4 separate regions of the Mus musculus genome follow, and regions 1, 2 and 4 are each linked to region 3. The links are chromatin contacts, called in public HiChIP or PLAC-seq and promoter capture Hi-C maps. All regions are on one chromosome and are shown on one strand. The core of a region is the stretch at or near the end of the contact, and the rest is flanking DNA. Distances in the headings are between cores, read along the strand shown.

The links. Promoter capture Hi-C pulls out the DNA fragments that hold promoters and counts their contacts. HiChIP or PLAC-seq counts read pairs in DNA pulled down with a chosen protein or histone mark.
Region 1: a contact with region 3 is called in a promoter capture Hi-C map of liver, with 3 times the contacts expected there. The contact joins the promoter of Fbxl19 here to the promoter of Sgf29 in region 3.
Region 2: a contact with region 3 is called in a promoter capture Hi-C map of neural stem cells. The contact joins the promoter of Bckdk here to the promoter of Sgf29 in region 3. A contact is called at or near these places in 4 of 39 promoter capture datasets (erythroid cells, liver and neural stem cells) and 1 of 9 other capture datasets (macrophages).
Region 4: a contact with region 3 is called in an H3K27ac HiChIP or PLAC-seq map of double positive thymocytes, with 7 times the contacts expected there. The contact joins the promoter of Setd1a here to the promoter of Sgf29 in region 3. A contact is called at or near these places in 3 of 39 promoter capture datasets (liver and pre-B cells), 1 of 484 Hi-C or Micro-C datasets (B cells), 3 of 115 datasets of contacts at active chromatin or transcription factors (double positive thymocytes, pancreatic cancer cells and thymic regulatory T cells) and 2 of 9 other capture datasets (adipose tissue and liver).

The regions. Positions count from the first base shown.
Region 1 is chr7:127,745,241-127,748,302 of GRCm38.p6, forward strand. It overlaps Fbxl19 (F-box and leucine-rich repeat protein 19), which reads left to right and starts at 1,535. Exons shown (of 11, transcript NM_172748.2): 1 at 1,535-1,897; 2 at 3,010-3,062. The coding sequence starts at 3,034.
Region 2 is chr7:127,902,650-127,905,562 of GRCm38.p6, forward strand. It overlaps Bckdk (branched chain ketoacid dehydrogenase kinase), which reads left to right and starts at 1,424. Exons shown (of 12, transcript NM_009739.3): 1 at 1,424-1,520; 2 at 2,114-2,476; 3 at 2,573-2,641; 4 at 2,721-2,831. The coding sequence starts at 2,282.
Region 3 is chr7:126,647,917-126,651,142 of GRCm38.p6, forward strand. Sgf29 (SAGA complex associated factor 29) reads left to right here and starts at 1,393. Exons shown (of 10, transcript NM_029339.3): 1 at 1,393-1,561.
Region 4 is chr7:127,776,039-127,779,318 of GRCm38.p6, forward strand. Setd1a (SET domain containing 1A) reads left to right here and starts at 1,351. Exons shown (of 19, transcript NM_178029.3): 1 at 1,351-1,475; 2 at 2,075-2,239; 3 at 2,468-2,563. The coding sequence starts at 2,090.

The DNA.
Region 1 (3,062 bases), core at 285-2,784, 1.1 Mb after region 3:
CGCTAGCAATTTGGCGTGTTCACGGTGATACATATTTCAACAGTAGCGTCCTTTCTCTGTACAACTAAAGCAGAGACTACATAACCCACCAGGTACCGGCACCGAGGGGCAAGCGACTAGGTTGCCATCTCTGTAGTAGTCCTCTCCTACACATCCGCCGAGAATAGTATTAGCGGTTGGACTACAAATCCCATAGCATCATGTGCTCCTTCACCCTCCATCTTTGTGGTAGTCCCCGCCCCGCTCACTTCCATTGTCTCGACAGAAGATAAAGAGGGGAGCGAGGAAGACTACAATTCCCGTCTGGCTTTGCATCATCGAGTGCGGGATTTTGATAGTTCAGGCGGGCGAGGAGCTCCAAGTGGTAGAATGAAGCAGCCAGGAAAGGTTAGGTATCCTGCCATCTTTACGGTAGTCTCTTTATCCTCCCGGTTCTGGCATTCTTAAAGGAACATAGGAAGGCTAGAAAACTACTATTCCCATCCCACTTCATAAGATCGACTTATTAGGTGTACGCCCCTCGATCGCCATCTTGCTTGTAGTCCTCGTTTCTTTTCACCTTTCCATTGTTCCTGATGAGTAGAAATGGCAGCGGGAAGGCAGCAGCTGGACTGCGACTCCCGTCAGGTACCACACGCGCGGAGGGTTGTGGACCAGAGGGCGTGTGAGTGCCTGGAAAGGAGGTCGGGTCGGGGGAAAAGGCCATCTTGCTTGTAGTCATTCTTCCCGCTCCTTCTCTATGTCCTGCTACGGGGAGTCTCGGGTCAACTGGACTATAATTCCCGCCATGCTCGGCTTCCAGCGTGGCATCCTTCTCGCCATCGTATTTGTAGTACCGGCTGGCCCTTGTGTCCCACTTTTCCCACGATAGTGCTAGAATTTGGAGAACTACAACTCCCGTCGTGCTTTGCACGCGCTCGTCCTGGAAAGTAAAGGTGGTGAAGGAAGGAGGGAGAAGGGGGCGGGGTTCCTCTGGGAGAAGGAGGGAGTAAAAAGGAGGAGGAGGTGGGAAGAAGGGAGGGAAGAGGGAGGAGAGGAGGAAGGAGGAAGGAGCTGAGGAGGGATGAGAGCGGCGACCTGGGCCCAGGGCCGAAGCAGCGCGAGGCTAGGGGAGTAGGGGTGCTAAGACATCCCAACTGCCCCCACCCCCTTCCTGCCTCTGCCCCATCCTTTCCTTATACCCTCCCATTTTAGGAGTGGATTTATTCAAATTTTATTTAAATCTTTATATCTTGAGGGTCGCGCGTTTGAAGGGGGGAGGGCGGGGGCGCGTGCAGGCTGGGGGGGGCGGGGCCGGAGCAGCTTCCTTCACCCCCCTCTGCGCGCCCTGTCTCTGTAGGTCAGGGGGCCGCAGTACAGGGGCGGACCCAGGGGAGGGGGGCAGGTTGCAGCGACCCCCCCCTCCCCGGGAACCGGCGGTGGGCGGGGTTTGAACCCCGGAAACGGTGGGGGGCCCCTGGTCTTTCCCTGGACCCCTGGGCAGTTGGAGCTGGGAAGGGGCCAGTTAAGGGTCGGGGGCTTTGGGGAAAGGTGGGGGTGGGGAGCTGAGACTCATACCCGGGACTGAGTGGGGCCCGGGCAAAAGCTGAGCACCCTGCGCCCGAGGAGCCCCCGTTGGCCTGGGGGGGCTGAGGGACTGAGCCCCCCAGAGCAGGACCTCCCCCTGGAAGGGCCGCGCCGCAGCCCGTGGGAGGGCCTCGCCCCCGGCGCTCCCCATCTCCACTCGCTGCTGTCCCGGCCTCCGCCGGAGGGAGGGGCCGAGCGCCCTCGGGGGGCCGTGGACCCCGGCGTTCTGAGCGTTCAGCGCCCCGCGCCGCCCGGCCCCCCCGCCGCCGATGGCCGCCGACCCGCCGGGAGCTGCCGAGAAGGGAGAGATGGCTCCCGGGACACGTGTGAGGTGGGTTCATGCGGCTCCTCCTCACCCCCAGACCTGGGCAGCTCCCACTCCCATTCATCCTCAGCCTGGCCTCTCCCTTCCTTCCCCGCCCCCAGCCTCACCCTCCCTTTGCTCCAAACTCCTTCTCCAACCTTCTCTCCTATAACCTCCAACCCCAGGGAAGTGGCCTTCCTTCCCCGACCCTGCTGCCCCTTGCAGACCTCCCCCTCCACCCCGCCTCCAGTCGCCGCCCTCTAGGCCCCTCCCCCGGAGTGCTGGAGGGCCCCATACCCTGTGGATGGTCTGGAAGTCCTTGGAAAGGGAGAAGCCTGGGGGAAGCAGGTCTAAGACTGATTGGGAAGAGACCCCCCCAGGCTTGCTGAGTCCATGTGGGATTTCAGAGGATCTGGTTTCCAGGGGCAGGAGAGCCCCAGGGATTCCAGACAATTAGGGATGAAAAGCAGGCTGGTAAGATGTGAATGGGGGCGGGAAGACCTAAAGCCGAGCCCACCTTGAATTTTGTTGAGATGTTAGGGCAACTTGTAGAATCCTAGGGAGTCTGGGAGATTACCCAGATTGCCTGAGGGATCCTATTGGATAATTTGGAGCCCCCAAGGACTTGTGTGTGGGCTGAGAGGGGACACTAAGCATTTCAGGGGTGTCAGCCCGGGGAAGTGGAGAGCACACACTGGGTCACTAGAAATGGAGTGGGTCTGGCTAGAGTACCAAGGTTTGAAAGGTTTGGATGACTAAGTACCCACGTGAGAGAAGGGAGAGGGGAAAGAGTGTGGTGCATGCCCCTGGAATCTGGAGGTAAATCAGTGAGGGAATGGGGGGTGTGGGTAACAACAGGTATGAGTTGAAGCTCCCTCAGGTAATGCTACAGATCTGAAGCCTTTTCCAGGAACCTGGGCTTGGGATGTTAGAGGAGGGGCCTCAGTGTCCCTCCTTCCAGCAGGCGGGAGGTCTTGAGGGAGTGGCCCTCTGCTCAGGACACACACTAAAAGGCTGACCTTCTCTGAGGGTAGAAACAGAAGCTCTGCCCCCATCAGAGGTGTAGTGAGCTTGCGGCCAGGAGACTCTCAGGCCAGGCTTTGCAGGCCTCTCTGACCTTACCAACCATCTGCCTACAGCCCTCGGCGTTGCTGACGCCCCCAATGTCGTCGAGCAGCCGGGGACCGGGGGC
Region 2 (2,913 bases), core at 174-2,673, 1.3 Mb after region 3:
TGTCTTCTCTGATCTTTTTGCTATTTGGTCCATCTTCTCAATCGCTACAGCCAGAGGGGTCTAAGGCGAAGGATAAAACCTATAGTGAATTTACATGTGGTGGCACTTGCCAGTAAACTGAGACTGAAGTAGGAAGGATCAGATTGCTGGGCTGAGGCAGGAGAGTTGTAGGGCCAGTCTGTCTACCATAGTGAAATGCACTTATTTGAGTCTCAAAACACCAACCAAAACCAAACCAAACCAAAACGGTGGTTTTTAATTCCACAGCACAAATAACAGACTACATTCAGGAGCTGTTGGCCACTCCGTGAATCCCTTCCCTCCCGAATTCCATACTGCTCTGGTCATCCTGGCAGATCATGCAGGCTGTTCTGTAACCTCGCCATGCATCCTCCTCACCAGGCCATGCTCCACTCTTCCTGTACCTGTACACACCCTGCACCTGGCTCTCCCCCAATCTTCTGTGAGGGCCCCTAGCACAGCTCTCAGGCTCAAACTGTCTTCTTCCTCGGAGGAGATGCCTCTTTATTTGAAACACCCTACCTCTCCTGTCACCTAATCATATTAATTTGCAGACAGGTAGAAATAGTAACACTCACGCCAATTCCACACCCAACACTGTTCCAGGCATTTTGAATAGGTAAATTTGCATAGTCTACGGAGTTCGAAGATTAATACATCCTCATTTTGCCAATACCATAATTAGAGCACTGAGAAATTGGCTGACTTTCCTCGGGTGTAAGGGAGCTGAGATAGAGTTTGAACCAGACCGACTGTGAATGGGCTAGGAGCTTGAAAGATGAGACCTTAAAAAGCAGGCAGGGTCTTTTTTTGTTTGTTTGTTTTGTTTTTCGAGACAGGGTTTCTCTGTATAGCCCTGGCTGTCCTTGAACTCACTTTGTAGACCAGGCTGGCCTCGAACTCAGAAATCTGCCTGCCTCTGCCTCCCAAGTGCTGGGATTAAAGGTGTGCCACCACGCCCGGCTATTTTGAACACATTTAAGGATTTTTGGTGCTCTCTAGCATTTTGCTACAGGGGAGCTTATTTTATTTATTTATTTATTTATTTATTTATTTATTTATTATATATAAATACACTGTAGCTGTCTTCAGACACACCAGAAGAGGGAGTCAGATCTTGTTACGGATGGTTGTAAGCCACCATGTGGTTGCTGGGATTTGAACTCTGGACCTTTGGAAGAGCAGTCGGGTGCTCTTACCCACTGAGCCATCTCACCAGCCCCGGGAGCTTATTTTATACAGTGGAAGACCGAGTCGATGATAAACTACTGATAACTTTGGAACCAATGCTACTCATTTGAAGGCTTAAGGGAGAACAGGGCAGGAAGACAGGAGCCCTCATAAATTCTTGTGGTCAAACTACAACTCCCAGGAGGCACTGGGCAAACACAGCCCGCGCGATGTTACAGCCGGGGAGGGCGAAGGCGGGCTCGGCTAGCCGAGCGGGTCGACTGCTCCCGCGGTTCCGCTCGAACCCGGGCCCAGCGTCTGGCCTCGCGGTAAGTGGAATAACTCACAGTAACTCACACAGACCCCCTCCGGCGGACGCTCGGCAGCATAGCTCCTCAGCGTCCACCTCTGACAGCAATGCGCATGGGCCGAGGCTGGCATCTACCATATGGGGGGGACCCTGCCCAGACTAAGTGACCCAGCAGAGGGGGGAGCTCCAGTGGGGAACTCTGGGACCGCAGTTTTGCTGCATGAACCCTGTTCTTCTGTGCGCTATTCTTGTTGCAGGGACGCAGGCCAGTCTTAAAAGACTTAAGTCCCCTAACACCGAGTAGGGGGTCAAATCCAGCCCCTAAATGGGGCTGTCCAGAACCTGAGGAAGCTGGGGAGAGGTTTTATGGGTAGAATGAACTGGAGATTGCCCCACCCGCTTCCCCGAGTGTGCACACAAGCCTTTAGGTTGTTCTACATAGAAGAGTAGAACACCTGGAATGTGTTGTCCAACCTCAGCCTGATTGTATCGCGGGAGGTGGTGGTTGTGAGGGCTGGACAGGATTGTCCAGATCCACTGGTGTGCACGTGGAGAAGTAGTGCAAACCATCTGGATTCGGATCCTTAAAATCTCTTTCCACCACTCCAATAGATGGAAGCTGCTGTGCGGGCGCTGAGCACGTCTGCATCCTCGAGGGAACCACAACCCTGAAATCCGGAGAAAATCCCGCCCACCCACTTTCTCTTTACTCCCACTTTGGGGTCACCATTGCCTGTCGGGTGCTATAGTGTCACCCTAGTTCAACAAAGTAGCAGGACAATGATACTGACTTCAGTGCTGGGCAGCGGCCCTCGGAGCTGGTCTTCACTTTGGCCCCTCTTGGGGTCCTCACTGTCACTCCGGGCTCGCTCAACATCAGCCACCGATACACACCATGTAGAGCTGGCCAGGGAACGCTCCAAGACTGTCACCTCTTTTTACAACCAGTCAGCCATTGATGTGGCAGCAGAGAAGGTGACTCACAGAATAAGTCTTATGGGGAAGGGCTGAGCTAAAATGGGTTGGCCTGGTTTTGAATATCTGGTGCTCAAAGTGCGTCTTCCCTTTTAGCCCTCAGTTCGCCTCACTCCCACCATGATGCTCTATTCCGGTCGCTCACAGGATGGCAGCCACCTTCTGGTAAGGTTCTCTCTTTCCTTCTCTGCCCCAGGGGTTCTTTCTAGCCAGCTGCTTAAGCCCTTCCCTCTTTTTCTTACAGAAAAGTGGCCGCTACTTGCAGCAAGAGTTACCAGTGAGGATTGCTCACCGCATCAAGGGCTTCCGTAGCCTTCCTTTCATCATTGGTTGCAACCCTACCATACTGCATGTGGTAAGGCGGAGGGGACCTTCTGTCAGTATGCACACTGCCAACAAGGCAAATGGGGGAGGGAGCCCAGGCCTGCTGAAAGGTA
Region 3 (3,226 bases), core at 143-2,642:
CCTCAGTGAAGACTGCATTGTCCAGTGGCTCTAGGCCCTGTCAAGTTGTTAAAATTAACCAGGACAACTGACTAGACATACAGATTCAATGAAAGAAAATTATTTTTTCAAACTGTAAAAAGTATGTGTCTCCGTGTGGGTATGTGCACGTGAGTGCAGGTGCCAGAGGACAGCACATCAGTACCCTTGGGGCTGGAATTGCAGATCGTTATAAGCCACTACTGTAGGCACTGGGAACTGAACACGGGCTCTTTGCAAAAGCAGTACATGTTTTTGATTGCTCGGCATCTCCCCAGACTCATTCATATACATACACACACACACACACACACACACACACACATATATATATATATGTATACACACACACACACACACACACACACATATATATATATATATATATATATATATATATATATATATATATATATATATATACATTAATTTCTTTGCTAGTCTAGGGGCTAAAATAGTTTCAGTGTTAAAATGTAAGGTTTCCTAATAGAAAAATATCTGATAGCTTGTTGTATGCCAGGCACAGTGCTATGTACTGGGAATGTCTAATGATCTTGACCTTATAGCATTTGTAATTCTATCAGAGAATAACAATATGTAATTATAAACTTTAAAAGATTTTCAAAAATATTTTTATTCTATGTCCAGGCGTATGTATATGTGTATGTGCACCTGTGCAGTGCCCTCAGAGGCCAAAAGAGGGCATTAGATCCCTTGGAGCTGGAGTTACAGGCAGTCTGAGCCAGCTGACCCAAGTGCTGGCATTCTAATTCTGGTCTTCACGATTGAGCAGTACTTGCTCTTAACCACCAAACCATATTGATTTTTTTAGGTGTTATGTACGAAATATTAGGATAGTTAGGGTGGGAGCAGTCCCTAGGGACTGAGCCCGGGACCATGCTAAGCAAGTGTCCTACCACTGCACTAACTGGGCAGGCATCCACAGGGTAGGTATCCAAAGATGTAGCTAAATGTTTGCATGTCCAAATCTTTTATTTGCTGGGAAGATTCTGTAAAATACAAGTACTAAACCTAAAACTGCTTATTTGGAATTTAAAAATATTTTCAGATACATTTTAAATTCACGGCAAATTTCAGCTTAAAGTACAGAGTTCTCATCTGCGTCCTGGGGCCCTCCCTCCTCATCCCCAACAATCTGATGTGGTTTTGTTGTTGTTTTCTTCTGGTGCAGAGGATCCGCTCCCATCACCTTTCACATGCGAAGCGAGGCTTCACGCATGCTTTTCTGTTCCTTTGACTCTGATCTATTAAATCATGATTAAGTACATCAAAGCACAGGTGTCGAAGTAAGAACTACGTTTCCCAGAGTGCAATGCAGCACGTCACAGAGAAGTACCCGGCATGCGCAGAGGAGTCCTCCGCGCTCGACCGCGCTCATAAGAGAAACAGCGTGTGTGGTTCTTGACGCGCCGCGAACCTTCGAACGCAAGTGCGAGACTACCCTGTGAGGAAACGTTCCAGGGATTCGCCTGTTCCCGCCATCGCAGTTACCAGCGCGACGTGCTGTTTCTTCCTGTGCTCGGTAGGTGGGACGGGGCCATGGCAAGGTACCTCCAAGCAGCGCGGGAACGAAAGGCCAGCGTTCCTGCCCGGCGCCCGGCTCGCCGAGGCGGCGTCTGAGGAGACGCGCACGCGCCCTGGACGGGAAGGGGGCGGGGCTGTGGGAGCCGGCGCCCTGGGGCTTGCGCGTGCGCCCTACCTCTCTGAAGAGGTGGGAAGCGGCTGGAGCTGGCTAGTCTAGATGCCGGCAGCTGATGTGAGTCCCAGACATCAGCACATTTTACTACTTTCTCAAAAGCTTAGTTTTTGGTAGCCCAACCTGGCCGTGAGATCGCAGTCCTCCTCCCCCAATCCCGAGTGCTGAGATTACAGACTGCACATGCTCTAAAGGTGTCCATTTTCACAACAGTAACTTCATCCACTCTCCAGCTCACTCTTGTGTTGGCTGACACATGTATCCTAGGACGTCTGCGTCTACTCATCAGCACCTTCCCCTACCTGTCAATGTTCAGCTTTCTCTAGGGAGGCTTTGACTCATGCTGTTTCACAGAAACAGCTCTAACAAAGCCACCTTGACTTCTGGATTCCGAAGTTCAGTGATACAGGATTGGTAGCATCCTCTTTCATTGCCTCGGTTCTCCTCTAAAGAACTCCTGCTTCCATTGCTTCATCTTTAACGGTTGTACCATCAAAATACATAAACCCTTCTTCATCTTGCCTTTCTTTCTGTTCCCTCCTTGGACATTGTCTATTTCACACTTTAAATAAAAATAAAATTTATTTTGGTGCTCTCGTTTCTATCTTGTAAAAATATTTGGTGTGTGTGAAGGCAGGCATGTTCATTCCATGGCACTTTTGTGGAGGTCAATTGACAGCTTTCAGGAGTTCTCTCCTTCCATCATGTAGGCTTCTAGGATGGAACTCGGGGTATCAGGCTTGGCACAAGCACTTGAATCTGCTGAGCTATCTCACTGGCCCTCAAATTTACATCTTGTAGATCAGTATAATGTTGTGGTGTTAGAATCCACAGGGAAAGACCAAATCTTAGGCTCAATTCAAATTTAGATGAAATGGATTTCTTTTATTTATTACTGCTAGGCAGTAGGCAGTAATAGGCAGAAGGATGTCAGCCTTAAAGCCAAACAGCATGCCATGTGGTGTGGAGGGATCCAAAGGAAGGAAGGGGGCTGGAGAGATGGCTCAGCAGTTAAGAGCACTGACTGCTCTTCCAGAGGTCCTAAGTTCAATTCCCAGCAACCACATGGTGACTCACAACCATCTGTAATGGGATCTGATGCCCTCTTCTGGTGTGCATGAAGACAGTGACAGCGAAATAAATAAGTCTTTAAAAAAGTTAAAGGAAGGAAGGGTTATAAAGGTAGATAGCAACGGTGACTCTTACAATTAATTATCTATAGAATCCATAGCTGGGCCAGGTCATTGTTTTTCTCCCCATGTTGTTTCTCTTTCCCATTGTATAGTAATAAAACACTTCTTCATCCCAGTCCCACAGATAAGCAAGTTTACAAACGCAGAAAGCAGGAACACAATTATCTTATTCTTATCTTGCCTGCAGGGCAAAGATAAGAAGGCCCTGAAGGGTTGACTGCCTGGTACCATAAATCTCTCTGGCCATCACAGGGGAGTTATGTGTAAATTATTACACAGGTCTGAACGCTCTGGGAAA
Region 4 (3,280 bases), core at 101-2,600, 1.1 Mb after region 3:
CCTGATTTTAACCACTGAACATTTTTTTTTTTTTTTTTTTTTTTTTTTTTTTTGAGACAGGGTTTCTCTGTGTAGCTCTGGCTGTCCTGGAACTCACTCTGTAGACCAGGCTGGCCTCCAACTCAGAAATCCACCTGCCTCAGCCTCCCAGGTCCTGGGATTAAAGACGTGTACCACCACTGCTCGGCTCAGAAGGAACATTTTAAAACTAGCCCAAGGGAGGTGTAACTAGGGTACTGGCCTAACACGCAGAAAGCCCTGAGTTAGATCTCCCAGCATGCTATAAACCGGTTATGGTGTGCACACCTGTAATTCCGGTACTCAGGAAATAGAGGCAAAAGGATCTGGAGTTCGAGGCCATCCTCCGTTATATAGCAAGTTCGATGTCATGCTGTCTGAAAAACAACAGGAGCCCGAATATAAAAGCGGGAAGGAACCGATCATTTCACTCTGTGCGTCGGTAGGCAAAGCGCCTGAGTCACCCCTCCTGGTTGTATTTTTCCACCTCCCACCCCTCCCAGGTTTTGGTGGATTCTAAGGGAAGCAGCCCGTTACGCCGGGCTCCGCACGCCTGGCCACGCCTCTCTCGTTAGCCCCGCCCACAACCGGATCGGCAGATTCGCTACCCGACTCCTTAGGATTATTTGGGCAGCTTTTCTTGTCTGAAAATTTTCAGGAAACGCCGAGAAGACTTCTTCCTTGTAACCATTTCGCACTAAGTAGGAAGTGTGCTGTTCCTTGAGTCGTTCTACTGAAAAAAAAAAAAATCCAGGACTAGAGGTCGACTCTGCCAACAGGGCTTGGCGAGCCAGGCGTCATTTTCTTGACTCTACAGCAGGTGAGAAGAGGTGACGGCCAAAGCCCAGGACGGTGGCGAATCTGCACTGCAGCCTCATAGGCATTCGGGCTGCGCAAGGAAGGGGCAGGGAAGAGGAGCCGAGGAGCGCGCATCCTGTCCACTCATTCGCCCCGCCCGCCTCGCGAATCTGCGTCGTTGGACGCGCCACTCAAATCTCCCGAGCTCTGGCTGGCGTCCTCCCCCTCGCTCCGCCCCCTTCCCTCAGGGGCTCGTCGCAGCTTTCGTCGCCGCCGATTCGCCAGGAACCCCAAGGCCGGAGCAGCTGGATCAGGGTGGTGCGGTCCACTCTCCGGGGAATGCGGCCCATCTTCAGGCTCCCTGGGCTACAACTCCCGAGCCTCGCAGGGCGCCGGCCGAGGCAAGGCCGCTACCCTCGGCCCCGTGGATCGCTCCGCAGTCCTTGTAGCGAAAGTGCGGATGCAGACGCTGTGCCCGCTGGGCCTCGCGCAGGTGGCGGTGGTGTTTGGTGCGCGCGCCGGGGAGGTGGTGGTGGGGGGGCGCCGCCGCCGCCACCGCTGCGGGGCCGGGTCTCGCGCTGCCGCCGCCGCCGCCGCCGCCTCACGCCGCTGAGGTGCTGCGCGCGGTGGGGGGAGGGTGAGCCGCTCGCCACGAGCGGGTGAGTAGGGCCCCGGCGCGCGTGCGCGCCGACGGGGTGGGGGGGGTGGACGACACCGAACGCGCCCGGGCGGGAGGAGAGGGCAGCGGCGCGCGTTACCTCCCCCCACCCCCCCGCCTGGATTCAGGGACCGAAGCTGGGTCTCAGATTCGGTCTCGCGGTGTTTCCAACGCCCCGAAGAGGTGCCACCTCTGGTTCGGAGGATCGGGGCGCGGGGACGCGAGCGGCTGTGTGGGAGCGGGAGCGGGGCTCGGCCCGGGCCGCTTGGCCGGTGAGGAGGCGGGAGGGGGCGGGGCCTGCGAGGGGACGGGGGAGGGGTCTTGCGTGGAGGCCAAGTGGGGCGCGCTGGGGAGAGCGGGAAGGTAAGGGGGCGCGAGATGGGCCTGGGCCCTGAGGGTAGAATTGGGGATGGAGAGGAATGGAGTGCCATAGTGAGCCCAGCTCCTCAGGGCAAGATCTGAGGGAGCCACGGGTCATGCTGAGGTGTCGGGGACTGGACTGATGTGAGACCCTGGAATCGGGGCTAGACATTGAGGGGACAGCAAGGGAGTCAGGCCTAAGTCGTGGACTCCCATTCCGTATCCCTCTTTTCCTGACAGTGTAAATGAGCAAAGATGGACCAGGAAGGTGGGGGAGACGGGCAGAAAGCCCCGAGCTTCCAGTGGCGGAACTACAAGCTCATAGTGGATCCTGCTTTGGACCCTGCTTTGCGCAGGCCTTCCCAGAAGGTGTACCGCTATGACGGAGTCCACTTCAGTGTCAGTGTGAGTGCCCTCGAGCCTTTCTTGACTTATTTGGACCTCCAATCTCCCCTCCCCGCTTCCCCCTGTTCAGTATTCAACACCCAGACTTCCTATACCTGTAGTTTGGTTTTTTGAGAATGAGCAAGCTCTCCCAGCTCTTCTGTATGTTGGCTTCTACATGGGCTTTATAGAGTCAGTAGGCTGGTGAATTTTCAGCCTGGTTTCATCTCTTCCTGCTTTCTTTGTTAGGACTCAAAGTATACCCCCGTGGAAGACCTCCAGGACCCCCGCTGTCATGTCAGGTCCAAAGCCAGAGACTTTTCCCTCCCGGTTCCTAAGTTTAAGGTGAGTGCCTGCTGGTCTCCCTGCATGTTGGTCCTTGGAGAGTGTCAAGGACCCTGGGCTTCACACAGTCTACCAAAGTGTTTATTCCGAAGGAACTATGACAGCCAGATCTCATTGCTTTTTGTGTCTGTGAGACTGAGATGTTTTGGACAGAAGGTATACATGTATAGCTGAGGTGACTCTAGTATATATCTGGTGACAAGGGTATTGATGTCTGGAAGGATGAGGTATGGGTGGGTATTCTGAAGCCTTGTGACAGTGGGATAGCCAAGTTATTCAGCAATTAAGGATGCTGCTAAGACCACTGTGCACTTGGAGTTGTGTGTTCTTGCTGTCATTGTGTGTGCTCCTCTGTCCTGTCTGTACGAGCAGCTTGCTTCCCTACTGTAATAAGATATTCTTCAAACTTCGGACTGTCTCGAAAATTGGTAGTTCTTTGTCTCCTCCTAATTTTGTTTTTGTTTTCTTTTACTGATTATTGGTAAAGTAAGTTGTGCAGTGGCTTCACCCTTCTGAATCCCCCCTTTCTTGAGCAGCTTTACTGAAAGCTCTTCTGTCTGAATGTTTATGTCTCATACCTCCTTCCTGCCAGCATCTACTGAGACACTAAAACATCATCTTTCTTCCCTGAGTCCTGCTCTCCTCACTTCCTCTTGACTGATGAATGGCAATACCAGGTACTCGGGTACCCAAGCTGGAAGCCTGGAGTCACCCAGT